Linked DNA regions of Sus scrofa: region 1 is linked to region 2. The links are chromatin contacts, called in public Hi-C maps. All regions are on one chromosome and are shown on one strand. Each heading gives the region's core, a stretch centred on a gene start, on an enhancer-like site or on the middle of the called end of the contact. The rest is flanking DNA. Distances are from core to core; before and after follow the strand shown.

Evidence for each region. A called contact is a pair of places that touch in the nucleus more often than the background predicts.
Region 1: a Hi-C map of skeletal muscle shows a contact between it and region 2, with 2.8 times the contacts expected there. The contact joins two enhancer-like sites. A contact is called at or near these places in 4 of 47 Hi-C or Micro-C datasets (liver, skeletal muscle and subcutaneous adipose tissue) and 2 of 2 datasets of contacts at active chromatin or transcription factors (alveolar macrophages and skeletal muscle).

What each region holds. Positions count from the first base shown.
Region 1 is chr11:15,029,455-15,035,637 of Sscrofa11.1, reverse strand. No RefSeq gene overlaps it. Among named protein-coding and RNA genes, the nearest start is that of FOXO1, 380 kb to the left of the region's middle. Within about 2 kb of position 2,772, at least 2 of the 83 cell types and tissues checked have an H3K27ac peak or open chromatin away from gene starts, as enhancers often do. A contact at or near this core is called in skeletal muscle, where this site is marked.
Region 2 is chr11:14,933,535-14,939,784 of Sscrofa11.1, reverse strand. The region is part of intron 2 of LOC102159588 (a long non-coding RNA gene); the gene reads left to right. Among named protein-coding and RNA genes, the nearest start is that of COG6, 360 kb to the right of the region's middle. Within about 2 kb of position 2,579, at least 11 of the 83 cell types and tissues checked have an H3K27ac peak or open chromatin away from gene starts, as enhancers often do. A contact at or near this core is called in skeletal muscle, where this site is marked.

The DNA of each region.
Region 1 (6,183 bases), core at 1,523-4,022, 96 kb before region 2:
GACCTGGGGAGGTGCCCTGAGGAGGTGACCCTGGGAAAGTGCTGACGGAGCGAGAAGAACTGTGGCCACTTGCTAAATAGTCAGGAATTCTTCCCACGGTTCTGACCTGCCCTTTCCTTCCGCTGCTGATTCCTGCTGACGCCAGGGAGCGCGTGGGACACCAGCCGCGTCTTCATCCTCTCCTTCCAGCGGGGAGGACCTAACTCGGTTTTGTACGTAGTTTGTACTCAGCAAGTGCTAGTTGGAAGAAATAGCGACTTCTTGAATGGATGGAGGCTCTTCTCATGATATATTTGGACCTCAAGTTCCACGTCTTTGAAGGCAGAACCCACACTTTACCTACTCTCCGGAGTGTGCTTGAGGCCAGCATAGACTTGATATTTTGTCATTACTCAGCCGATGTCAAGTATATTTTTCTAGACATTAATGCAAAGCCTCAAAGTCATCTCTAATGACAGCCCTACCCTTAATGAGTTACAAGGCCTTGCATATTGTGCCTATAAATATTCTCACATTTTTCTCCTGTACATTCCTACTGCTATTTGACTCCAGCCTTGGTTATTATTTATCTAAACTCTTACCAAAGCCTTTTACCCTGTTATCTGGTCTTCCTGTTTCCAGCGTTACCTCACCCTTTCTATTCTCTAGTCTTTTTTTTTAAATATGAACCTATCACTTGTCACCTGTCAGCTCTGTGTGTGTGTTGTTCCTTAGCCTGGACATAAACCCCTTCACAGTACAGTCTGGATCTAACTCTTGAGACATGATTCCCCCCCCCCATTTGCTGTAATCAAATGTACCAACTCGTCATTCCATGAATATTCTGAATCTTTCTGTCTTCGTGAACTTGCTTGTGTCATTCTCTCTTCCTGGAATGCCGTACCTGTTACTCAGCGCTCAGTTTGAATGCTACCTTGCCTTGTCCAGAGGCGGACGCTTTGCAGTTAGAGCTGAAAGGGCCCTTGGAATCTCCTGCTTCTGCCCCTCACTGTACGTGTGGGGAAACAGAACGCTGGGAGGTGACTAGGCTTCTGTTAGATCTACGCTAAATCTGGGACTAAAAAAAGATCTCCTGGCTCGTAATTCACTACTCTTTCTGTGTAGCCAATGCCCTTCACTCACCTTCAGTCATTTCTCTTATGACACTGTTTTTTACATTCTATTTCAGTTTATAGGTTTGTTTGTTTGTTTTGTTTTGTTTTTTGTGTTTTGTGGTTTTTTTTGGTAAGTGTCTGGATTTGTAGCTACGAGGGCAGAGACCATGTCTTGGTCATCTCAGTATATTCCACAGCAGCACAGACCTTACACATGGTAGGCGCTTCTGTGTGCACTAAACGTGAAGGGATGGATGGTTGCGTGGACAGATGGATGGATGAGTGAATGAATGAAAGGATGAATGTGTGGATGGATGGATGGGTAGTTAGATAAGTGAATGAGAGGACGGATGGGTGGTTGGAAGGACGGATGGATAGATACCTGGGTGAGGTGACAGACGGACAGATGGATAGATGAGTGGATAGATGGATACATGCATGCATGCATGAATGAATAATCAGAGAATCATTGATGTAGCAAGTCTCCAGGAATGTGCTCAGGTATCCTAATAGCCCCATTGCAGACTTTATCTGCAACTGTGTGATTGTATAGCACAGCTGCAGGTTTGGCTTGCTCATTTTCTGATGTGATAAGGAAAAGATTATGGGAGGGGGCTGGCTAAGGGATATACCCTTCCAGGTGTGCATAATCATAAAATAATTCTTCATTTGTTAATCCTCAAAGCGACTTTATGAAACAGGTGTTTTTATTATCCCCAATTTACAGGCACTTAATAAGGTTGAATAACTTGTCAAGGAAATTGTGGAGCTAAGATTTGAGCCCAGGTTTCACCCACTTGAAGCCCAGGCTCTTACCTACTGCGCAGAGCCAGGAAATACTCAGCGTGGCAATTGGGTGTGAGGTCTTAGAAATCGGAGATGCTATGTTTAAACCTAGTTAGGCCACTAATTTCCTGAGCAGGCAAATCACTTAATTTGACTTCTCAGTTTACTCTATGGTTTAATGGAAGTAATAGAATCTTCTTAGCAAGAGTGCTGTGAAAATTAATGACTGCATATAAAGTGGTTTAAGATAAAGATTCTCTGATAAAAGGAGCTACAGGGAGGGAGTTTAGAGTGCTATTAAGAAAGTGCAAGGAATTGCAAATTATTCTATTTCCATGGGCTGTTTTGCAAGTGGGCAATGAATTTGTATTAAAAAAAAATCAGCTTCAAATTGACTTGCATTGATGAGGTGCTCAGGGGAAGAAACAGAACCTGGTGTATAATGTCTAGATTCCATTTTGCACATTTTAAACATTACTTTTAGGGCTACATTATTTTAAAAGAGAACTCCTGTTATGAATTAATAATGATACTTAAATACCACTGGGGAACCAGGGACAAACATGCCGCCTGAACTTGATCTCTGAGTCAGCCTTGCTCCCTACCGGCCACCTCAGAGCATCGTGTTCTTTCCCCCACCTGCTTGTGCTGGACCAGCATCAGGGGCAGGAGATGGAAGGAGAGAAGCTCTTTATGTCACCACACGGCCTCTTGCTCCCCTCCTCTCCAGATGCGCGTGTCTTGGCCGAGCTGGTTTTGTCACCCTTTATCGAATGGTATGCGACCAGCACATGTGCCCTTTGAATGACCAAACGTCCCTCCACCTGTTCTGTCCCAGCCAGGGATTACTGTCTAGGGACACTTTCTCATCCATTCATGTGCTCATCGAATATTTATGGAACATCAGCTCTGTGCCAGTCCCCGTTCTAACACCGGGAATTCGACAGACGTGATCTCTACCCTGTGGCGAGCGTCACAGCCAGATAATCAGACAGTGAAGTAATTAAAGAGATGAGCAGCGTGGTGAGGGAAAGTAAAGGGAAGTGGGAAAGCCTATGACAAAAGAGGGCAACTTTGTGGAATGAGGTCGAGGAAGACTCCCAGGAGGTGGTGGTTTTGGCTGGGGCTGAAAAATGAGTAGAATGAATAGGTTTAACTGCACGCAGTGTATGGGATACAGAGGTGAGCAGGACCCCAGAATTGAATGGCACAGCCCTGACCTCAGGTGGCCCAGGAGGTGGGCAGACACAGCAGCACTGCCATGCGGGCCGGCAGGTGCCGTGGCTGGAAGCGCGTGAGGAGGAGGGTGAGGGGGCGGAGCTCCGACCTGGAGAGCTTCCAGGGGAAGCCCAAGGTCTGGGGAGTCTGACCTGTTCTGAGGCGGGAGTGGCATGAGTAGCTGATTGGTAGGGGCGGAGCTGGAGGGCACCGGATCCAGCGGGGGTACCTCTTGCGAAAGCTCGGATGGCCGATGCTTCCCTGCCTGAAAGCACAGGTGGCTTTTCGAACTTGGAGCGCAGGGATGTGTTGGGAAGTCTTTAGCATGTTCTCTGGGAAGTGCCTCTGTAAAATTCTCGAAACAGCCGGTTCCTTGATCCACTGCACGTCTTACCTCTACTTCTCTTAGAGTCCACCCACAAGGTGTCATTGTGAGAAACTTCGTGGCAAAGATCCCTGAAGGATCGATTTAGGTTTCCCAACCATCTTCGACCTTGGGATCCCTTCTTCCTTCCTCCTCCCTCCCTCCCTCCCTTCCTCTCTCTGTCTTTCTTTCTCTCTCCCTCCCTCTCTCTTTTCCTCTCTTTCTCACTTTCTTTCTCTTAACAGAACATATACTAACATTCAAAGCGATCTTCCTAAAATTAAAGGCTGAGCACATCAATCTCTGCTTAAATCATTCAGTGGCTTTTGGACAAAGTTTAAATTTCTTGCCTGGCACCTTCAGCAACTACCAATTGGCAGAGTCCATGTTGGGAGAAACGATTCCATTTGTAGATCTTCTTTTAGAGAAGTGTGTTTTCAACTTCTTTTCCCCACTTTATGTGGCTGGTTTTCTTTTTATTATCGAGCTGCAGACGTTCTTTAGATGCTTTGGATATAAATCTCTTGTCAAATATTTGTTGAAAGTATTTCTCTCCGTCTTTGTTTTGAGATCCAGGAGTCTGTGAAGTTCAGGAGGGGAAAATGATGACTTGAGTGTTGGACAGTTTGCACTTGAGACGCCTGAGGAATATTCAGTCCAAGCCCTTGTCGACACCGGCCTCAAGGTGTCCTGGGGTAGGGCATGCGCTTCCCCGCCTGCTGTCTTCCCTGTCAAATGCATATCCCTGTCAAGGGTTAATGGTATGGCCTGCTCTTTTTCTAGGATTATTGTGAAGATGAAACAAAATAAAATAGGCAACAGCAGTTTGAAAGGGTGAAAAGCCGTGTGCAGATGGCGGCGCCACGTAGATGGTGGACGCCCAGCCCGATCCCAGAGGGCAAGCCCTGCCCTGGCTCTCAGCTTTCACTCGGCTCACCCGTGTCTTCTCTTCCCTCCAACTCGCCTTCTGCAACTGCACACAGCAGATGAAACCCTTTCCAACTTTCCTCTCCTGGATGATTGTAACTGGGTGTCGTGTGTTTGAACTCCAGACCCAAACAGGCTACAACACGCAAGCACTGTGGTCCTATATTGGCTTAGATATTGGTTGTTATCTTCACCCAGTCAGTCACTCAACACATATTTGTTGCTTTGTAACTACTCCAGACACACGCCAGTGACAGAATGAGACAGAGTCCTTGGTCTCATGGCCTGAAGTGCTTCTTGAGAGTTAGATCATCATCACACAGGTCACGAAAGGGGGTCACAGGAAGGAAAGCAGAGGAAAAGCCGGGCTGTGATGCCGTGACGTTTCTGAAGGAGCTACTTAGGGCAGTAACAGGCGGATCTTGTACCGTCCAGCATGTGTTCCTTGTCCGCGAACACGTCCGCTGGAGGACGCGTGGATTCGTGAAAACCACAGCCTGCTTGGCCGTTTGCATCTTCCCCATTCGCGTCTTTTTTCAGGGTTAGTTGGCAGTGGCTCAAAATGATTCCTATGCCTGCTTCTAGCCTTTTATGGAAGGTGATAATGACAGTAAGTTGTTCACAAAAAGAGCTGATAGGACGGTGTAGAAGAGGAGAGCCAGGGTAACTCCTTCACCTGGGTGTCAAGTCTTGAAGAACTGACCATTGAAGAAACTGCCCTTCTCACTGCTTCTCCTGACCTGGAGTCTGCTGGATCCTTCCAGGCAACACGTGTCTCCTGTCACCTTCTGCCAGGCTAGCACTGGGAGAGGAGGCAGAGCTGGGACCTTCTGGCTGCAACAACCCCCCTCTGAAGGATGCCGGTGCCTGAGACCAGGCGTGTCCCTGTGACAGGCAGCCCTGAGCCGGGCTCCAGCCGTGCCGGGGCACAGAGCGCCCTGGGCCTTGGCCCCTCTGCTTTGGTTAGCCTGTTTGCAGTGTAGAGCAAAGGGCTACCTGTGCTCGGAGTACACATTCAGGTTAAAGGCTTTCCATAGGCTTTTGGGCCATGGTTTCCAGGGCATCTCCCAGATGTGAGGGTCTGTCATCCAGATGCTGGTCTGGCTGTCCATCGGAGCAGGGTGGGCACTTTATGCCAACTCTCCCCAGAGCCCACGCCACACAAAAGCCCATGCTGTCTGTCTCCTGCTGTGGATCTGCAGAGTCAGTGGCTCTCATCGATGCAATGCTGTGGGCCAAGATGTCGTAGATAAAAATCAACTAAGAACTTAATGAGCTGCCGTGGCAGTTTGCACGGCCCATTCTCCGAGCGTCTCTGCTCACCGTTGCTGTGGTGATTCATCTGTGCGGGGGCAGGAGGCTTCGCTGGCTTTAATGATGCATTTTACGGGAACGTGGCCCTGGATGACAGGCACCTGTCCCCCTTGCTTTAATGGAAGCATCACCTGTAACACAGCTCTCAACCATGAATTTTTATTTTAACTTCTTGTGTTCTTTGGGGAAAAAAAAAAAATTCCACCCTATGGGACTCTGGAGTTTAGGTCCAACTAAATTCAAGTGATGCTAACTCACCCTTCTTGGGCCTGCTTCCCAGTCCAGAGCCTGTCTCACAGGAGCGGCAGAGTCAGTGGGTCCTTCTTCCTCCCAGAAAGGCCGGAAAGGAATCAAGGCCTCTGGACCGCTCGGGGAGGTTGGTGGGTTTGCTAGAACCAACAGCATTTGAAGAAAGAAGTGCTATGTCTCTGGGCCCGACTTGTTGCCAGCCACGTGGTCACGTCTCCACACAGGGGCTAT
Region 2 (6,250 bases), core at 1,330-3,829:
GCAAATGTCTTGAGGTCCCTGTCACCTACAGATAGAAGCCCAAACAACTTATAATAGCCACTTACTCCTCCCATAGGACCCAGTCTTTGTCTGCTCTGACATGCCCCGTGGGATTCTGTCCTGCTCTGGGGAGCTTCTTCCTTACCACCAGGTTGGGATGGCCCCTTTTTGGAAAGATGCTAAGAGCAGCGGCAAACCTAAGGCAGCAGCAGTGTCCTGGGAGCCGTCATTGTCTGTGCTGGTATGTGACATCTTACGTGTCTCGTTCCTAGGAGGCAGGGCTCAGTGTCCCAGACCCAATACTGTTTTCTTTTCTTTCTTTCTTTCTTTTTTTTTTTTTTTTTTAGTTTTTTCAAATTTATCTTCTTTTTTAAATTGAAGTATAGTTCTGCAAACCACCCCCTCAGAGCAGACATCAGAGTGCTTCTGCCTAACTGAGGTTCTCTCTCCTGGCTTCTCCCCACTACCATCAGGATCTGTTCAGATACTGCACAGCTCAGCTTCCACGTCCACCCAAGTTCTGCTTGCACCTTCCTCTGAGGCAAAGATGCTAGCCTTCAGAGCTATGAGAATCACCCAGGAACTTAAGGTGCACACTTCCAAGCCTTACCTTGGAGAGCCCCGCATTTTAGATCAGCAATCTGGCTGACTTCACTATGGGGTCCACTGCCTACACTTGGAGAAACATTTTGAAAGTATCATCAGCAGTCCTTCTGTTGGTATCTACTCATTCATTCCTTCTTCTATTCAGTCACAAACAGGTATTTCTTCTCTAGCAAAGCTTTTATAACAAAAATTGCATATGATGGGTGAATTAATGAAGAAGAATGAGTTACATCTGCTGTTATTAGTTATAAAGAATTGTCTCCTAAAACCATCCAGTAATCATATGTCCCTTAAGGAAAAAAGAAAAAGTTCAAGTCTGCCACACACAGCTGTTTGGAGACACTGTGTGATTTGCTCGCCCTTCAGTGGATGCTAAGCGCATATGAGACCTGCCCTTACGCGGTAAGGAGAAAAGAAATGCCTCACTTAAGCTAGATGGATGCATTTGCTCAATGATGTTTCATTTCGAAAGCTAGGCTCTTGTGATATATTGCACATTCCAAAAGGAAAAAAATAACTTTGGAATATACACCTGAAAACTCAGCCTTAGGCCCTAATATGGTCTTTGATAAGTAAATATTCATTGGGAATGCAACCCTCAAAGTACAGAGAACAAATGGTCCTGGGTTCATTGAGCCGTCCAAGTCCCAAATACTATGGTAGAGACACAAAGGTAGAATTATCAACAGGTCTTAACTTTCCTGGCTTCAAGAGTGTATCAGAGTTTAGGGAGTGGTGATGTATGATAATCTCATTTTCCCAAATTAAAGATTAGGGGCCATGGTAACCTGTGTGGTCTTACAAACCTGAGAGTGGGATTATTCTTAAAGTCCCGGGATGCATGCATGCTCCTCTTTCCGCGTGAATTCCGGACTGTAGCCAGGCTGATCTCGTCGTCCCTAACCTTGGCCCCACATCTTCCTGCTGCCTCTCTTGAGCTCATGCAGTGTCCCTTTCTTGGAATACCCTCCTTTCTATTGTTCTAACTATTGAAGCCTAACCTTTATCCAAGACCCAGTTAATATTCTACTTCTTTGTGAAGTCAACCTAAACCATCTCAGCCCACAATAAACTTTAGAATACCTCTAGCCCTTATTGTTTACACTCTTACTTGGCATTTAACAGATGCCAAGGCGGCATTGCAGACCTACTTACGTAGTACGGATCCCATTTCCCCAATTACACTACGGCGGGGAGTGATCATACCACATGCATCCTTGCGTTCACTAGACTGGTTATGGGATCAGATCCATGTAGGCTCTCCTTAAATTTAAGATGTTAATGAGAATGTGGATATTGTCTTTACTCTTTTTTTTTTTTTGGCGGTGGGGGGGTGCGGTGGTGGTCAGATTGTCTCCGCTTTTAGCCCATTCCGTGATGTGTATGAGAAATCTGCCCTTACGTGGTGGAGGGGAAAAGAAATGGTGTAGGCTCTGAATCCTGCTTATGTCTTTGACATTGAAAATTGCAGTGATGACTGTTGTCAAAGTTATCTCTTGGGATAACATCTCTTTAAAACCAGGTGTCTCAAATTCAAATGCTTTCTGAGGGTCAGTCAAGTAACCTAGTAGGACTGTGCCCACCCAGCTCCATTTTCTTGCCCCGAGGGAACACAGGGCACTAAGCCACGCCTGTCCATCAGAGCTGAGTGTGTTCAAGCCCCAGCGTGTGCCCAGCTCTAACTCCATTCACAATCCATGGTCTTTGAACTCACTGCTGGGCAGCTTGATCTCTTGTTAGAGCCCTCTTGCCACCCTGCCTTAATGCAAATGCCTGTCTGGACCCAAATGCAAAGACCCGTCTCCAGGTCTACCCTGACCGAGGGTGACCTCTTTGCACAGAGCCCAGTTGATTCTCAGTTATCGATAAAGTCTCTCTGAGGCAAGGCTTTTTGTTGACTTCCACCTCTACCCCGAGTTTGGGAGCCAAAGGTGCTCATCAAACCCCAACTCTCTGCTGCCCTCCACAGGCCATTGACCTCATTGCCTTTGCCATTTCGTCTGGTTAACTCTGGCTCCCAGGCGATACAAAGGTCTTATAGCCTGAGATGGATCATGTATTTTTGTGCCCAGTGCTTTTGTGTGTGTGGTCATTCATTTCTGTTCAGCTTGTGTGTGGATAGGTTCTTTCTTCTTGACTTACTTGCAGTTCTTATAGGTACATTCTGGGTTTTCTTCCTTCCACACCCACCATCTTTTCTCCCCCTTCTACTTAAAATAGCAGCACCATGAAATACAAGTCAGTTATTTTGGTAAAGATAGTATGGTTTAACTGAAAGCTTGTGATTTTTGGAGTAAGAAAGATCTGAGTTTTAATCCGGACTCTACCAATGACTGGCTCTATGAACTTGGGCAATATTTTTCTGTTTTGTTCCTCTCTAAAGAGGGCATTATGTAATAATATGCAAGCAAAACTGACTCATAGATAATGCTTAATCCTGGGTTTTCCCCCTCTTCTTCGTGAAGTCTTTTCACTTTGAGTAAGGTCGCCAGTCTTGCTATAGAAATTAGCAGTCACTGTGTGGGAGACGTTTATCATCTCCTTCCCCCACCCTCCCCCGTCTTTGTTGTCTTCAGACTATGGCCTCTTAGGTTCAGGAGAGAGAATACACATTGGGCAGATGTTTCATCAGCAAGCCCAGCACTTTCTCCGAGCACCGACTGATGGATCTTACTTGACCTGCCAGCTCAGGAACCATCCTTTGACTGTGAGCCTTAACCCTCATGAAATGTTACATGAAAACTAGACAGACTGCTCTGTCCTGCTGAACAAAACTGGGTCTGGAGGAGCTCCCTGGAAGGCTAGGGGCTAGTTTTTCAGCATAAGAGCCACATGTGATTCTATTAGTGACCTCAGTCCAGGGCAGGACCTTATCCCCCTGACCAGCTGTTGAATTTTCACTGCCTCAGAAATTTTATGGACCTTATCATGCAATCATCAGAAGAGCCTTGTGTGTTAGGCTCTTGTTCCCATTTTATAGATGAGGCAACCGAGGCTTGGAGAAATGGAAGTTACTTTCTGAAGGTTATATAGCTAGCCAAGGTCAAAGCTGGGATTTGAACCAAGGTCTGACCAGACACAAAGTATTGTGTTCCACTATGTCTAAAAACCAGGGATTCTGAGAGCCAGCCCGCGGGGAGGGGTAGCCTGGAGGGGTACCCCTGCACGGGTATCTTCACGGGGCTCTTCACAGAGTCCCGGTGTTCCCACCTCATCGCTCGCTGGGGGCTCTTAAGGGGTAAGTGGAAGGCCATTTTTAACTATAATCCTGTACGATACGAATGTCACATCAGAGCCTTTGTCTGTTGCTGATCCAGTGTTGATTGATAGGTTACATTTTTAAAAATTGCATCAGTAATTCATGCTTTATTACTCCTGAATTAGCGTAATGGTTCAAATCATCTTGTTGTAATTCAGCATAATTATCTATAATTAAAAATAAATTCCTGTAGGGTGAGAATACGAATTCCTCTCCAAATCTCTTTATTTCAACTGTGCCTATCAGCCGTTACCCCGCTTTCACCCAGCAACTCTGGGCGCTTATTGGGGAACTGACCTTGCTCTGCCTCATGAGTTCACACTTTCCAGACCATCGCTTCATCTTCTCTCTTTGGGGTCAGCGTCTCTCCCAGGATTTTGTGTTAGTAAATGTTCTCTAAGTTATTGGCTTTGGGGAGTTCCCTTTGCGACTTAGCAGTAAACGAACCTGACTGGGATCCATGAAGATGCAGGTTAGATCCTTGGCCTCACTCAGTGGGTTAAGGTTGTGGCGTTCCTGTGAGCTGTGGTGTAGGTTGCAGGTGGGGCTTGGATCCTGAGTTTCTGTGGCTGTGGTGTGATCCAGCAGCTGTACCTCTGATTTGATCCCTAGCCTGTGAACTTCCAGATGCCAAGGGTGCGACCCTAAAAGAGAAAAAAAAAAAAAAAAGTTATTGGCTTTTGTTTGTGGTTTAGTTCATGTGCAGATTCTGATGGAAGCCAGGAAGCACATTCAGGACAAAAACTCACAGGCACCTATGCACAGATGGTGTATGGAATTTCAGGAGAATCAAGGATCCCCTGGGTCCCAGTTTCTCCAATTGGGGTCCCCAGACCAGCAGCAGCAGCATTCCTGGGAACTTGTTAGAGAGACAGATCCTTTGGCCCACTGAATCGGAAACTCTGAGGGTGAGGACCAGTAATCAGGGTGTTGACGAGCTTTCCAGGTGCTTCTGCTGAGCAGAAGTTAGAGGACCTTGGTATGAGGTTAGAGCCGTGCCCTGGCTGGACGTCCTTCACCCACTGCAGTGACACTCTGCCCTCCGTGAGCAGAAAGGGCGATGGATCCTTGTGGCGCTGATCTGGTTGTTCACTGGGTGTTACAGCTGCTCCACCTTTCAGCCCAAGGATGCATTTTCTCACAGGCAGCAAGGAGGAGGCTGGTGGCCCCACCACTGGACTTGCCAGGACACCCCAGGAAAATGCTCCAGGTGCCTGCGAACATTCGAGAAGATCCAAGTGGTGATAGGAATGGTTCTCTCCCTGGGTACATTCCTGTCTTTAGATTGCTCCCCAGCCCCACCTGTCCTGGTCTAGGAGCCATCCCTGCCCTTGAGGCCAGAGCAGGCAGAGGCCCAGTGTGATTAGGGGGAATACCGCCTGGTGCTTAGTTTCAAAAAGTCAACTTTTGGAGTCAGTCTTTGTTTTTCCATGCAGGAAGTTTTACTTCTCGTCCAACTAACTCAGTCATTAGACCTGACTTTTTTTTTTTTTTTAAACCATTTTCCATGTTTAAGTTTTATTACGTGAGGAAAAATTACTTAGATTTGTAAAGAAGTTCTCTGCTAATGCCTGAATCTTTCTTGAGCCTGCGCTTCAACACACAGGGTTTATTGCCTTAGTCAGACACAGTGATTTGTCCTCTCTTAATTCTTATCTCTTCTCCACCTAAACCCACTCGCCGTCCTCCCAAATGTAGTGCTTGGAATTCAAAAACATGAAGAAGAAGAATTGGTAAAGTGAGCTTCTGTTAATAGATGAATGCTGTCTCTGTGTGTGTTTCCTCTTTAGAATGTGGGAAGAAGCTTTGGGGGGGAGGGGCATGTGTTTTACATTTTTCGTTTTATTATTTCAGCGCATTAGAATTTACCTTGAGTCTTACTAGAAGGGTACATCTGAGAGTGTGGAGGTGGCATTATTCATTACGTGGACCGGTTGGCTTCTCTGTGTTCAGTGGCCAAATCCATTAAAAATTCATGTTGTTAGTTTCAAGGAAGGACTGTATTGGAGAATGTGAAAAAAAAAAAAAAGAATTATGGGGAAAGCTGAGACACCTTCAGAAAGGGGAATCAGCACACGCTTTACGTAAGCTCCTCTGTGCTGAATATTTTCTTCGCCTTTGGGAGACAGCCTTCTTCTCTTTCGTTCAGACCCAGACGGAGTGTCATGACCCTTTCTCCCGAGACTGTCTTTGGTCCCACGTTCATTGTACACGTACAGCATCGTTCTTCCCTTCCCTCATCAAGGCTCCTGTGTTTGTAACTGTTTAAAACCTTGTTTCTTGGGTGCTAGCCTGCCTGTCTTGTTGGGTCGCCCTGTTTCCTTTGTGTGGGTTTCCCGCATGGTTTTGGAGAAGGGGGTGTTTCAGGAGCTGAGTGAAAGCTCA